3 separate regions of the Zea mays genome follow, and regions 2 and 3 are each linked to region 1. A link is a contact called in public Hi-C data. All regions are on one chromosome and are shown on one strand. The core of a region is the stretch at or near the end of the contact, and the rest is flanking DNA. Distances in the headings are between cores, read along the strand shown.

Evidence for each region. A called contact is a pair of places that touch in the nucleus more often than the background predicts.
Region 2: a contact with region 1 is called in a Hi-C map of tassel, with 4 times the contacts expected there. The contact joins the promoter of LOC103640530 here to the promoter of LOC100192001 in region 1. A contact is called at or near these places in 4 of 25 Hi-C or Micro-C datasets (ear, endosperm, leaf and 1 more).
Region 3: a Hi-C map of tassel shows a contact between it and region 1, with 2.6 times the contacts expected there. The contact joins the promoter of LOC100276732 here to the promoter of LOC100192001 in region 1. A contact is called at or near these places in 3 of 25 Hi-C or Micro-C datasets (ear, endosperm and tassel).

Annotation. Positions count from the first base shown.
Region 1 is chr1:169,894,540-169,898,165 of Zm-B73-REFERENCE-NAM-5.0, forward strand. It overlaps LOC100192001, which reads left to right and starts at 1,569. Exons shown (of 8, transcript NM_001137425.1): 1 at 1,569-1,868; 2 at 2,566-2,878.
Region 2 is chr1:170,610,262-170,613,887 of Zm-B73-REFERENCE-NAM-5.0, forward strand. LOC103640530 reads left to right here and starts at 1,590. Exons shown (of 1, transcript XM_008663465.4): 1 at 1,590-2,360. The coding sequence starts at 1,740. The coding sequence ends at 2,018. LOC103640528 reads left to right here. Exons shown (of 9, transcript XM_020546520.2): 9 at 1-600. The coding sequence ends at 147. It overlaps LOC103640531 (SPX and EXS domain-containing protein 1-like), which reads right to left. Exons shown (of 12, transcript NM_001347224.1): 10 at 3,441-3,606; 11 at 3,275-3,344; 12 at 2,660-3,193. The coding sequence ends at 2,939.
Region 3 is chr1:169,298,635-169,302,260 of Zm-B73-REFERENCE-NAM-5.0, forward strand. LOC100276732 reads left to right here and starts at 1,583. Exons shown (of 1, transcript NM_001150449.2): 1 at 1,583-2,168. The coding sequence starts at 1,690. The coding sequence ends at 2,010. It overlaps LOC103640517 (extra-large guanine nucleotide-binding protein 1), which reads right to left. Exons shown (of 8, transcript XM_008663356.3): 8 at 2,886-3,626. The coding sequence ends at 3,259.

The DNA of each region.
Region 1 (3,626 bases), core at 319-2,818:
TTCACATAACAGTATAACACACATTTGTTCATACGTTATCATGATATTAAATGTTTCCGTTGCAACGCACGTGCACCCACCTATATGTGTTTATGTCTACATCTATGACAGGAAACACATCTACTACATCTCTCTCCAAGCTCACTTACTACCATTGCACAATGCGTAGTAGTAGATAAGTATCACCGATATTCTTGAATTATATTTTTGGATGGAGGTAATATTATTTAAAGAAGAGCTTTGCATGCTATTTCTTTTGTTTGAATAATGCATTATACTTAAATTATCTTTTTTGCATGTGTGAAATTTTTTCTTCGTAATATTTTTTTTCCATGGATCAGACTCGTGAGTCATTTTCCTAAACCAACGCCAAGCATGAATCCATGTTTCCTACTTCAAACCCCGAACAAACTCCATGAGCAGGAGGCATTCGCGTTGTTGTCGCTCATCGATAACGAGAAGAAGCTTGGCGACTGTTAGTTCGACCTCTAAAAGCAGTCTTACGTGGTCGCATGCGCCGCTGTGTACGACAAGCTCCCGCGAAGCCGCCGCTTGGACGCGGTCCAGAGCAGCTACACCGCGTTGTCCATCGTTAAGCAGGGGAGCCTCATGGTTGTCGCCAACGTCGACGACTCTCGGGTTGTTCTGGACACCGCATCCGACGACGACGCCGTCACACCGTCCAACTCATCGTCCACCTGAAGCCCAACCTGCCACGTAAGTCGCTACTGGCCGGACATGAATTCTTGTGCGCTGGGACGATGGACGTTGCTGACGTTGTGTGAGTGTCCTCGAACATGATGTATGTAGTGGAATAGCGCATTCGGTGGTGCAACGGCCAGAGGTACTACCTCGCTGATGAGCTCGGGGTGCACTTCGTTTGGCAGCCCAACCAAGAGTCATTGGTACTCGTCATGTCGCGTGCGTTTGACGACTACTATATCGAGGATTGTGGCGTCATCTTGGCGTCGGAGGTGACACAGAGGAGGATCGACAACAATGACCAGTTCGTCATCCTCGCCACCGTCAGGGTAGCTTTTGTGCCGGTCTGCCTTTAATTCTCTTCGCAAACACATACACACTTACCTTTTTGTTTAAGCAAGAGCATATGGTGGTGCGTGTCTGATGACTAACGATGTACGAGAGAATTTTTCCGTCATGTGTGGAACGTGCTCGTGCTCTCCAATGATGAGACTATACAAATCGTGGCATATATCGAAGTCTGCATGATACTGATGGTTGCAATGTAGTGGTGAAATAACTAGATTAAAATAACAAAATTTATGTATGGCTAGGATCACAAATTGATTATGAAACATTTTCTCATAACAATATAACACAGATTTTGTATATAAGTTATCGTAGTATACTGGTATTATATATTTCCGTTGCAACGCACGGGCATCCAGCTAGTATAATACTAAGGTGACATGAATTAAATTTTAGCACTAGAATAAGCGGATTGAGAGTATAGATTTGGCCTTGCGAAGCAGCGAAATTACCCTTCTGCCACGGATCCACACGCTACCCTCGGCACCGTAGCCGTCTGCCCCGCGCTCCCCGTTCCCCTTCCTCGCTCCCCACCAGTCCGTCCCATCCCTCGCCTGCCTTCGCACGGGTGCGCCGCCCGCTCGACAGCCACGCCGCGCCGCGCCGCGCCGCTCAGCTGCCCGGCACCCGCCCTTCCTCGCCGAGCTCGGGATCGACGTCTCCCGCACCTCCTCCGCGCCCGTTCCGGGCTCCGCATCCGGCCTCTCCCCCGTCCCCAACCCCATTCCGCAGCAGGCGACCAGCACAACATCTCGAATCCCCCGCCTCGCATTCGGCTCGCCGTCGCTCCTCCTCCGCGTCCCGCCACCCTCCGCACGGTATGATTGGTGCCGCCTCCCACCTCCTCTCCGTTTACCCTGTGGCTGTAGACGAGCTCCAGATCGGGAAAGGGGAAAAATTGCCTTGTTTTAATTTATCCACTTGTGAGACGCTTGCGTGCGATTTGAAATTAATTCAACGTTTAGTTTATTGTAGTGGACATTATGGATTGACGAATAGAATAGCAAATGCCTTGCTTCTTTGTTTGTAGCCAAAAACGTTCAAGGAGAGTGGAAAGGGAACATATCAGGTGCACACGAGACTTGTGCACTTGGTGATGCTAGCTGCTTGCTTGTTCTTGGTGGAATTTGTCCGTGGATGGGGCAAATGCATTGTGCCCCTTTGTCAGCCTTAAGGGCGGGCTGTTTCAGGGCCCGAACTCCTCGATAAGAACTAACTTTTCTAAATGTGATTGATGATTGATGAACACACATGTTAGCTTCAAGTAGGCCTTTTTGTGTATTGATCGATAAACACGTGTCATATCGAGGATGTCCTTTCTTGTCATTTTCGGTAAACACAGCAAAACATTCCTAATTATGTGGAGTAATTGCAATGTGTTAATCCTACATTTCGTTATGGAAACTGAAACTGTTTAACAAAATAATCACCATTAACCAAACTCTAATGGTCATGTGGTACATTCCGTGATCAATCAGCCATTCCTTACCCACAAAGGGTATTTCATGTATACAGGCCACTAGCTGGGTATCAAAACATTGGGTTGCCAAACAAGCTACCTTCTCAGATTCCGATCAATAGCTTCTCAGGTCCAACAAGTGAGCTTTTTGCACCAGTAGCTTTTGCAACCCTGTGACGGAAGTTTGTTTTGTCACCCAAAACCTATCACTTGTCACCTATTCAAAGTGCAGAGGGAAGGGAACGGTGCTGATAGTGCAAGTGCTGTCCGATAAAAATGGCGCTGTGGAGCATCTGAAATGCTGCTTCCCTTGGCTCATATGAATTTTAGCTTAGGCCTTAGGATAGAGCAAAGTAGCATAATCTCAAGGTAATATATTGTTCCTGCTGTTATACTTGATGTGCATTATTACTTTCTTTCTGGAAAATTAGTAAAAATGTATCCATATGTACCATCTTTTGGGAGTAGATGCCATATCCATGTAGTGGTGCTGATGTCGATGCACGTATTTGTATCAATGCTGCGTAGGTAGCAAGTCCAATCCTGTGACAAGAGACGTGTTTTCTGAATTTGAGAAAAAAAGGAAGATTTTTGCTCACTGATAATCTCATGTGCTGAACATTGAAAAAATATCATTAAGTTGAAGGACACAGCAAAAAGATGCCGTTCCCTTTCAGCCTTTGTGATGACAATGTAGTAAAGCATAAATGCTTAAAGAAATGGATGAGTTAACCATTTTCCATTGCACTTGATTTGTTGAGATTTTTATTTTTGCACTGTCAAATTCTTTTTGACTTGGTCTCTGCATTTAATATTTCAAGCTAAACAATCTGGTAACATGAGCCTGCATATTTTAATACATAATTGTTCTGCCTGCTGGTAAAGTCTTGTTATAGAGGAGTTGCCATAAAATCCATAGCACAGATACTTTTCTGTCTCTTTCCAGCAGAAAATCTGATGCCAGTTTCGGTTAGAAAGTAATGTTAATTGATAAATTCCCAACAATAAATGTGTCACTCCTAAAATTATTCTGAAAGGTGGTCTAAGTGAATGATTTTTTTTTCTCAAACCAGTTTTGGCTAAGTGTGTTCCTGAACATAATTTGCTTGGTTCATTT
Region 2 (3,626 bases), core at 340-2,839, 720 kb after region 1:
TGTGACCCGGACTGGCAAAAGCTGATGGAGCAATGTTGGTCGGCGAACCCTGACGCCCGCCCCTCATTCACCGAGGTCACCGACAGGCTCCGAGCCATGCCGCCGGTGATTCAGGCGAGAGGGGGACAGGCTCCGGCAACCAGATGATGAGGTGTTATAAACATCAGCCAGCAGATTATTTTTAGCTGCAATCAGCTTCTGCACTGACCCCGCGAGTCTCCTATGTGTGCATAGAGTATATATATACATGTACTGGTCACGGTGTGTATTCTATCCTGACGTAAATATGCTTCTTGTGTACATCCTTTTTTGCACCCCATGTTGAGGGCTTCTGGTGTAATTACATGTATCTGAGTGAAAAAAAAAGAGTAGCACAGGCGGGTTGCTGTGGCCACACGTCAACAATTTTTCTGTGTAGGTTGTGAGGGTCTGCCAGATAGATGTATGGTAGACCACTCAAGCTTTTTGGTGGGCCGTGGGTTGTAAAAATATGAGCTTGGAACCTGTAATTATGTGCAACAGATGCTGGAATGCTGGCTATGCTGATATAAACTTCGTTTGGTTTTTGTATCAAATGACAAGGCTAAACTTTTGGTTTGATCTGAGACACCTGACCTGGTACTTGATCTCACCGCATTTCCTGCAAAGGCGCTGGAGCCAGTGTCACCGACATGAACTGATGAACATGTACCTCGGTCACCGTGCTGCTCCATGCTTGGACGGTGGGTTCTTGCTGTGCCCTAGCCCGAGCTTACCGAGACAGCATGAAGGCACTGTAGCCAGTCCTAGTTTAAGATTCAGGCCACAGGCCACTGACGGTGGATGCCACTGCGTAGTGCTTAGTGCTTGACCAAACTCTTTTAGGTTTGTCTGCAAAGCCGGCAAAGCGTTGCAACTGAAAGCTGAATGCCTGAATCTTCTTTTCCCCCTTTCCCTGCATCGGTGCCTTGGCAAGGGAATTACCTAACAAGTAGTGCGTCCATGATTCCGTCGAGAATAATAAGTACTACCTCCATTATTCTCTCAAATATTTGTCGTCCGTCGTCCGCTAGTTTATTTTTAAATTAAACTGTGATAAATAAAAAAGAACGAAGTTTATTTTTGAGTTAAACTATGACAAATAAAAAAGAACGGAGCAAGTACCTTTGAGCCTAAAAAAACTTGTTTGGATGCGCTGCATCTATACGGTCGGTCATTCGCTCACACTGAATGTCCAAAACACACTGGATGTGTTTTCAGCATCCTACTACCATACCATTACCATCTCGGCCTTTCTTACTCGCTGCGCTTATGGGTGCCAGCGCGAATCTGAGAGCACCACGCGTGGCATCAGCATCAGCATCTGATTGGTAGGCAGTAGAAAGGTGAAGCAGCAGCAAGAGGACGACGCGATGTGCTCGAGGAGTCATCGTCGACCACCAGAGCGTCAAACTGTCGATGACTGACGGAACGAAAATGAACAAAGCAAACAGGCGGCGCCTGACAAGACGTGAACGAAGCCATGCTTGCACTCCCTTTCCGTTTTCTAAACGATGGTTTAACCGTTTAAGCATAAGTAATTGTGGTTAGAGTGGTTACTAAGCTGAGCTCCACACACACTCCATCGCCGTGTATATAAATAACTCTCGGCGTTGCATGCCACCTTCACCTCTCCCAGTCCCACTCGTTAGCGCTCTCTCACGTCGGCATATAGCCTACCTGTTGCTCTCACTCTCTCTCTCTCTCTCTGGAGCTAGCGCATGTCGTCCTCCATGGTGCCCAAGAACCCGCCGCCCCCGACCGGGTACGATGGCGAAGGCGGCGTCGAGGCGGCGCCGGTGACGAGCTGCCTGTACCTGCGGCCCGGGGCGGGGGCGCTGGACAGGGACGCCGTGCTGCGCCGCATCCGCCACCGGAGGCGCCACAGCCGCCTCCGCGACACGCTGCGCCCCATGGTGCTGCAGGCGCAGCCGGCGGAGCCGGACGGCGCCGAATGGCGCCTCCCGTGGCCGCTCGACGACGCCTTCTCGGCGCCGTAGCTTTTGTGAAATAGAATCACTAGTCGCTCGTCTCTTGTGCCCGCAGATTAAGCAAATGCCATGCCATGGATGATCGCCTCTTGTTGTGTACATCGTCAAGAACAGGTGCAGATTAAATAATCATCTGTAGTATGTGAGCTACTGTACTGCAAGGATGGAGCCATGCATATGGAAGGATTGTTTTGGGAGCGCCTTTGTATAATTGCTTGCATGCTTGGTGTTTTATGAATCATGCTCAAGTAATTAAACAAAGCATGTCTGTATTAAATGTTTACTTGTGTTCTGGGTTCATTTTTTTTTTATAAAAAAACAACAAAATGTCTTCGTTATGTGAGTGGATCACATGATATACCCATTAGACTAGGGCTCCTTGGATTCAACGGTTTGTTTTCTTCACTGCTATGATGCTACTTCATCAGGTCCCAGCCACCTGATAAGCTGGTGATGTGAAATGTCTTGCTCACGCAAGCAGTTTGTATGTCTGCTATACGGCACTCACCAAGGATATGCTAAACAATATGAAAGAGATATGTGCTGGGGGCCAAAAAAACTAATGATTTAATGCAGGTACACTTTGGTACACAATAAAGATAAAGGCAGGACAATAGTCGTAAGTGAAGACAACCTGAAAGAAGTTTCGTAAAATTTCAGCATTACTTTTATTCTTTCATGTCTCAACGAATACCTCCTGTTAGATTCAATCGTTCAAGAGGGCTATAACAGTATACATCCTCAAGAGGTATAACATCCGAAGCCGCCAACAAATTTCAACTTTTTTATATAGAAACCTATTGTGTATCCCTTTGACCTTTTGAGCTCTACAGACAAAATCTGAACCGTCGACGTAAGATTGGCCACAATGGTCACGCTAAAAGAATGGCAATGAATCTGTATCGAGAAATGTGAGGCTGCTGTTCAGCTCACACTGTGTGGTTACTCGAATCCAGTAGCCTGTCCCCTTCGGAAGGCATGTCAGATGACATCTCCAAGTTTTGTTTGGCCGTCATCTTGTTCCACTCGTTCTCGACCCGGAAGAACACCCACTGCCACCGTCTCAGGATTTCCAGAGCTGCTATGGTGAACACTGTCAGGTAGTTGTGCCGGAGATGCGCCGAGAGCTTGTATGTCCATGTGCATCGCAGAACCAAGTTGCTGCCCAGTACCCAGTAGAATACCTGTACAATTTGTACATAACAGACCGGTGACAAACTGTTCATGGAGTTAACTAAGAAGCATTTATGTGTTCAGGTCGATACCCAGTTCTGCCCGTAAAGAAGATTAGTCCATATGCTTGGATTTTTGAACATGAAAATCCTGGTTAGGATGCTGCAGGTATGTAAATCAAAGCTCGTTAGCAACAGCAATATGGATGTGTGAAATGCTGAACAGATGGTAAAGTCATCATGTAAAGATGCCACAAACCTCAAATCCCAATCTCGCTTTATATCCCAGTAGAAGGAATACAGTGAATTTACAACACTAGAGATAAGCCAGAGGGGGCGGTAGAAGCCAACCCATTGATCAGGATATACATGATACTTGAGAGCGGAAAGGAAAATCACAGGAATTGCTGTCGAGTACTTGAGAGCTGAATTCAGGATATAAAAA
Region 3 (3,626 bases), core at 333-2,832, 600 kb before region 1:
AGAGGCGATGCTGACGGCCCATCTGCTTCGGCTTGGCTGCCGAGATGCTTCGAGAAGGAGACGGCAAGCGGCCGCGAGCGGGACTCGAGATGGCCAAATGCGTCGTCTGGCCCGGCCCGTTAGGTACGATTAGTAAACCGGGCCGGGTCGTCTAAGCCCGTGGGCTCGTTTTCCTGTCCGAGCCCGGCCTGTTGCGGGTCTAAATGGATCGGGTCGGCCCGTTAAGCACGGAAAAAGCGGGCCAAAACGAGCTAAACAGGTCGGTAAGCACGGTTTAGTGTAAAAAAGCGGGCTTGACGGGCTTATAGGTAAATGGACCGTGCAAGGCTAGCCCCGCCATGCTTAGTTCCTGTCCGAGTCCGGCCCACTTATTCATACCGGGCTGGTATGGGCCCGTACAAAAGCGAGCAGACCGGGCTAATACCGGGCCAAAAAACATGCTTCGTGTTTTTTATACATCTATAAGCGGGACTAGGTGGGAGTTCGGGTTATCCGAAATTTTTGGGTTGGGTAATTTGATTACTTAAAATTTCGGGTTTTGAGAATCGATACCCGAAATTACACCGGGTTTTACAATACTAAAAAATTCGGGTACCGGAATTTCGGATTTGGGTTCGGATATTCCTGAACCATCCGAACTGTTGTGTCAGTGTCAGCTTCATAAAAACACATACACCCTATTAAATTATGCACCCTATTAAATTAGTATAAAAATATATTTTGAATAATGATATACATGGATATAAAAAACACAAACAATCTACAATCACAAGTCATGCACACTTACACATAATTATATATACATAAATTAATAATTAAGAATGATATGAGTATATGACACATAAAAGTTCGGATAATTTGGTTATTTTGGGTACCTAGTTATGACACCCGAATTACCAGAAATAAATTTAGGTTTTGTAAGTTGCTACCCGAAATTTCCGAATGAAATTCGGGTTTGGATATTTTGGCTTCGAGTTACGGTTTTTTTTTTTTTGTCCAGTCACCGTGACCGGAACAAACGAGGCGGGGAAACGGCACGCCGTGCACATGCACAGTTGCACACACACACGGCGGCTACCGCTGGCGCTGGTGCTAAGAACTCGCCACGCCGCGCCAGGACACACGTTTCCGTTGCGATGGCGACGGCGGGCCGGAGCTGGAAGGGTTTTATCAGAAGCGAGCGAGGCTACACGTCTGCACTTTGGACGGGTCGCCGGCACGGGCCAGCCGGGAAGCACGCTGTGACACCGACACGGCGACACGTCGTCGCGATAAGAACGACGAGGGCGAGGGACGCGCCATGGCACGGCACGCCGCACGCAAGCACGCGCCTGAGTCCTCGCAGGGTCGCAGCTGACGAGCCGGGCCCAGCCGGTCCGACAGCGACCGGGCGAGCCCGAGCCGAGGCGAAACCGCGGGCACGGCGGGGAGCCGTGGGCGCGCCAACCGTTCCGCGGCCGGCCGTGCGGGGCCCGCGCCATCCACGTCTAGAACTAGAAGGCCTGGCTGGCCGCCTGATCCGTTCCCTTCGCCCCTTCGGCGCGCGGCGTCTATATAAGCACGGGGCCGAGGACCCCGAGTGACACACAGACACAGACACGGACACAGCAACCAACAAGTCGTCCAACGTCCAGGCTTTTCTGTTTTGTTTCTCTCTCACGCAAGTCGCAAAGCAAAGCGTCCCCCACCATGGCTTCCACGACGACGACGGCATCCAACAACCTGGCGGGCGTGTGGCTCGGCGAGCTCTCGTCGGCGCTGCATGGGACGTGGCAGGCGGTGGCCGTGGCCGCCACCCACGGGCTCGGCGAGGACGACGACCCGCGGCTGCCGTGCCAGCAGCAGCAGAGGCCGTGGCGAGGCGACGACAGGAGCAGCAGCAACAACAAGGCGTTGCGAGGAGCCGCGGCGGCCGGGACGGACAGGCGGGAGGGGGACGTCGCGAGGTGCGGCGGCGCCATGTCCGACACCACGCTCTACCTCCTCCTCGACCGGTTCGCGCCCAGCTGAGCGGGCCCCTTGCTCACCCGCCGCTGCCGCCGCCGCCGCCGCGATCGATCGGCGCGTGCTGTACTGTACAGGCGGAATAACTGCACGTCTGCACGCCATGGTTTCTGTAAATAAATGCTGTATATAAACTGCAATGGCATCTTGTGTTGCTTTCTGAATTCTGATTGCTCAGCTACCCATTCTTTTCGCTAATTCGCACCGTGAGCAAAGACAGTAAATTTCAGTATGGACTGGAACGAGGAGCAAATGAGCAATGCGCCACTGAATGCAATTCGAATCTTTACAGTTTAGGGAACCCAAAACGTAAAGAAACGTCGAAACCCACAGAAATCCGAATCCAAATCCGTGCTAAGTTTTGAGTCCATGCTAAATTTTTGAAATACAGTATAATCTGCTAGAGAGAGCCATCTGAACGCTTGGTCGCGTCAACGGACAACTATACCGGCATAGCCACGTACATTTTACTTACGGCGAAGCTCTAGCTGTTTTGTAGGGCTAGTTTAAACAAGGTCTTTCTTTAAAAAACACACACAACCATCTGCATTATCATAGCATGCAAGTGCAAGTTTTCATCTACCAATGATCAACGGTTATTACTCGTAAATCGGAAGACAGCTACAGAAAAAAAAATCTTAAAAAATCTCTAAGTGACAACCCTATTTTTTCGAGGGCTTTTCATTTTTTTCCTAAAGAAAATTAGTTTATTTTTCCTTAAAAAATAAGAATCCCTTAAAAATAAAGTTATCAAACTAGACCTACAATTTTTTCCGCAAGTTTGCAGACGCACAGGATTTACTTTTAGGCCCACGGTTGAAGATGACGCATCTCAATAATGGACATCTCCCAGCAAAAGTGCAAAACACCTCAAAGACAGATGACGCATCTCCCAGCAAAATATCTCAGCAATGGAGCAAAGCATCCTTCCCATGGTATGGTCTCTCTTGACACTGATGGCGAACCAGACAATATATACCAGAAGTAACCAGCATACAAGCCGATGGTCTGGCAGACTTAACTTCGCGCCAGCCTAATAATGCATCAAACGCAAGCAACCCACAATACAATTTACAAGAATCAGAATGGGCCGGGTCGTCTCCACCATTCTACTTTGCAAAAACAACTGAACAGCCACACAAGACGGACGATCTGCGACGGGACGGATGGGGGTACAGCTCTAAGAGAGCGTGCTGGGGAGGAAAGAAATGCACAGATATTTACACCTCTTCTTCTGCACACGACGAAGGAAGGTCAGGCAGTGAAGGAGCTCGGCTCCTCGCTGTAGACTGTCTCGCTGGCACCGAACACGGGCTTCTCCTCCTCCCACTTGACGACCTCCCGCCCGTAGCGGATCGCCGACCGGACGGACTCCTGGTCCAGAGCGTTCACGTACGACACGTAGAGCTTCCGCCCCGTCATCGACTCGAACAGCCTCTTGAACTTGGTCGCCATGTAGTGCGCAGCCATCTGGGGCAGTGTCGCGCCGGTGCTGCTGCGCGCAGTCCTGCGGCCGCCGCCGCCACCGCCGTTGAGGAGGTTGCGGCTGATCAGGGGAGTGAAGTCGCTGAACCAATCGCACGAGGTCAGCGGGGAACTGCTGATCTTCTGCTCTAGGAGAT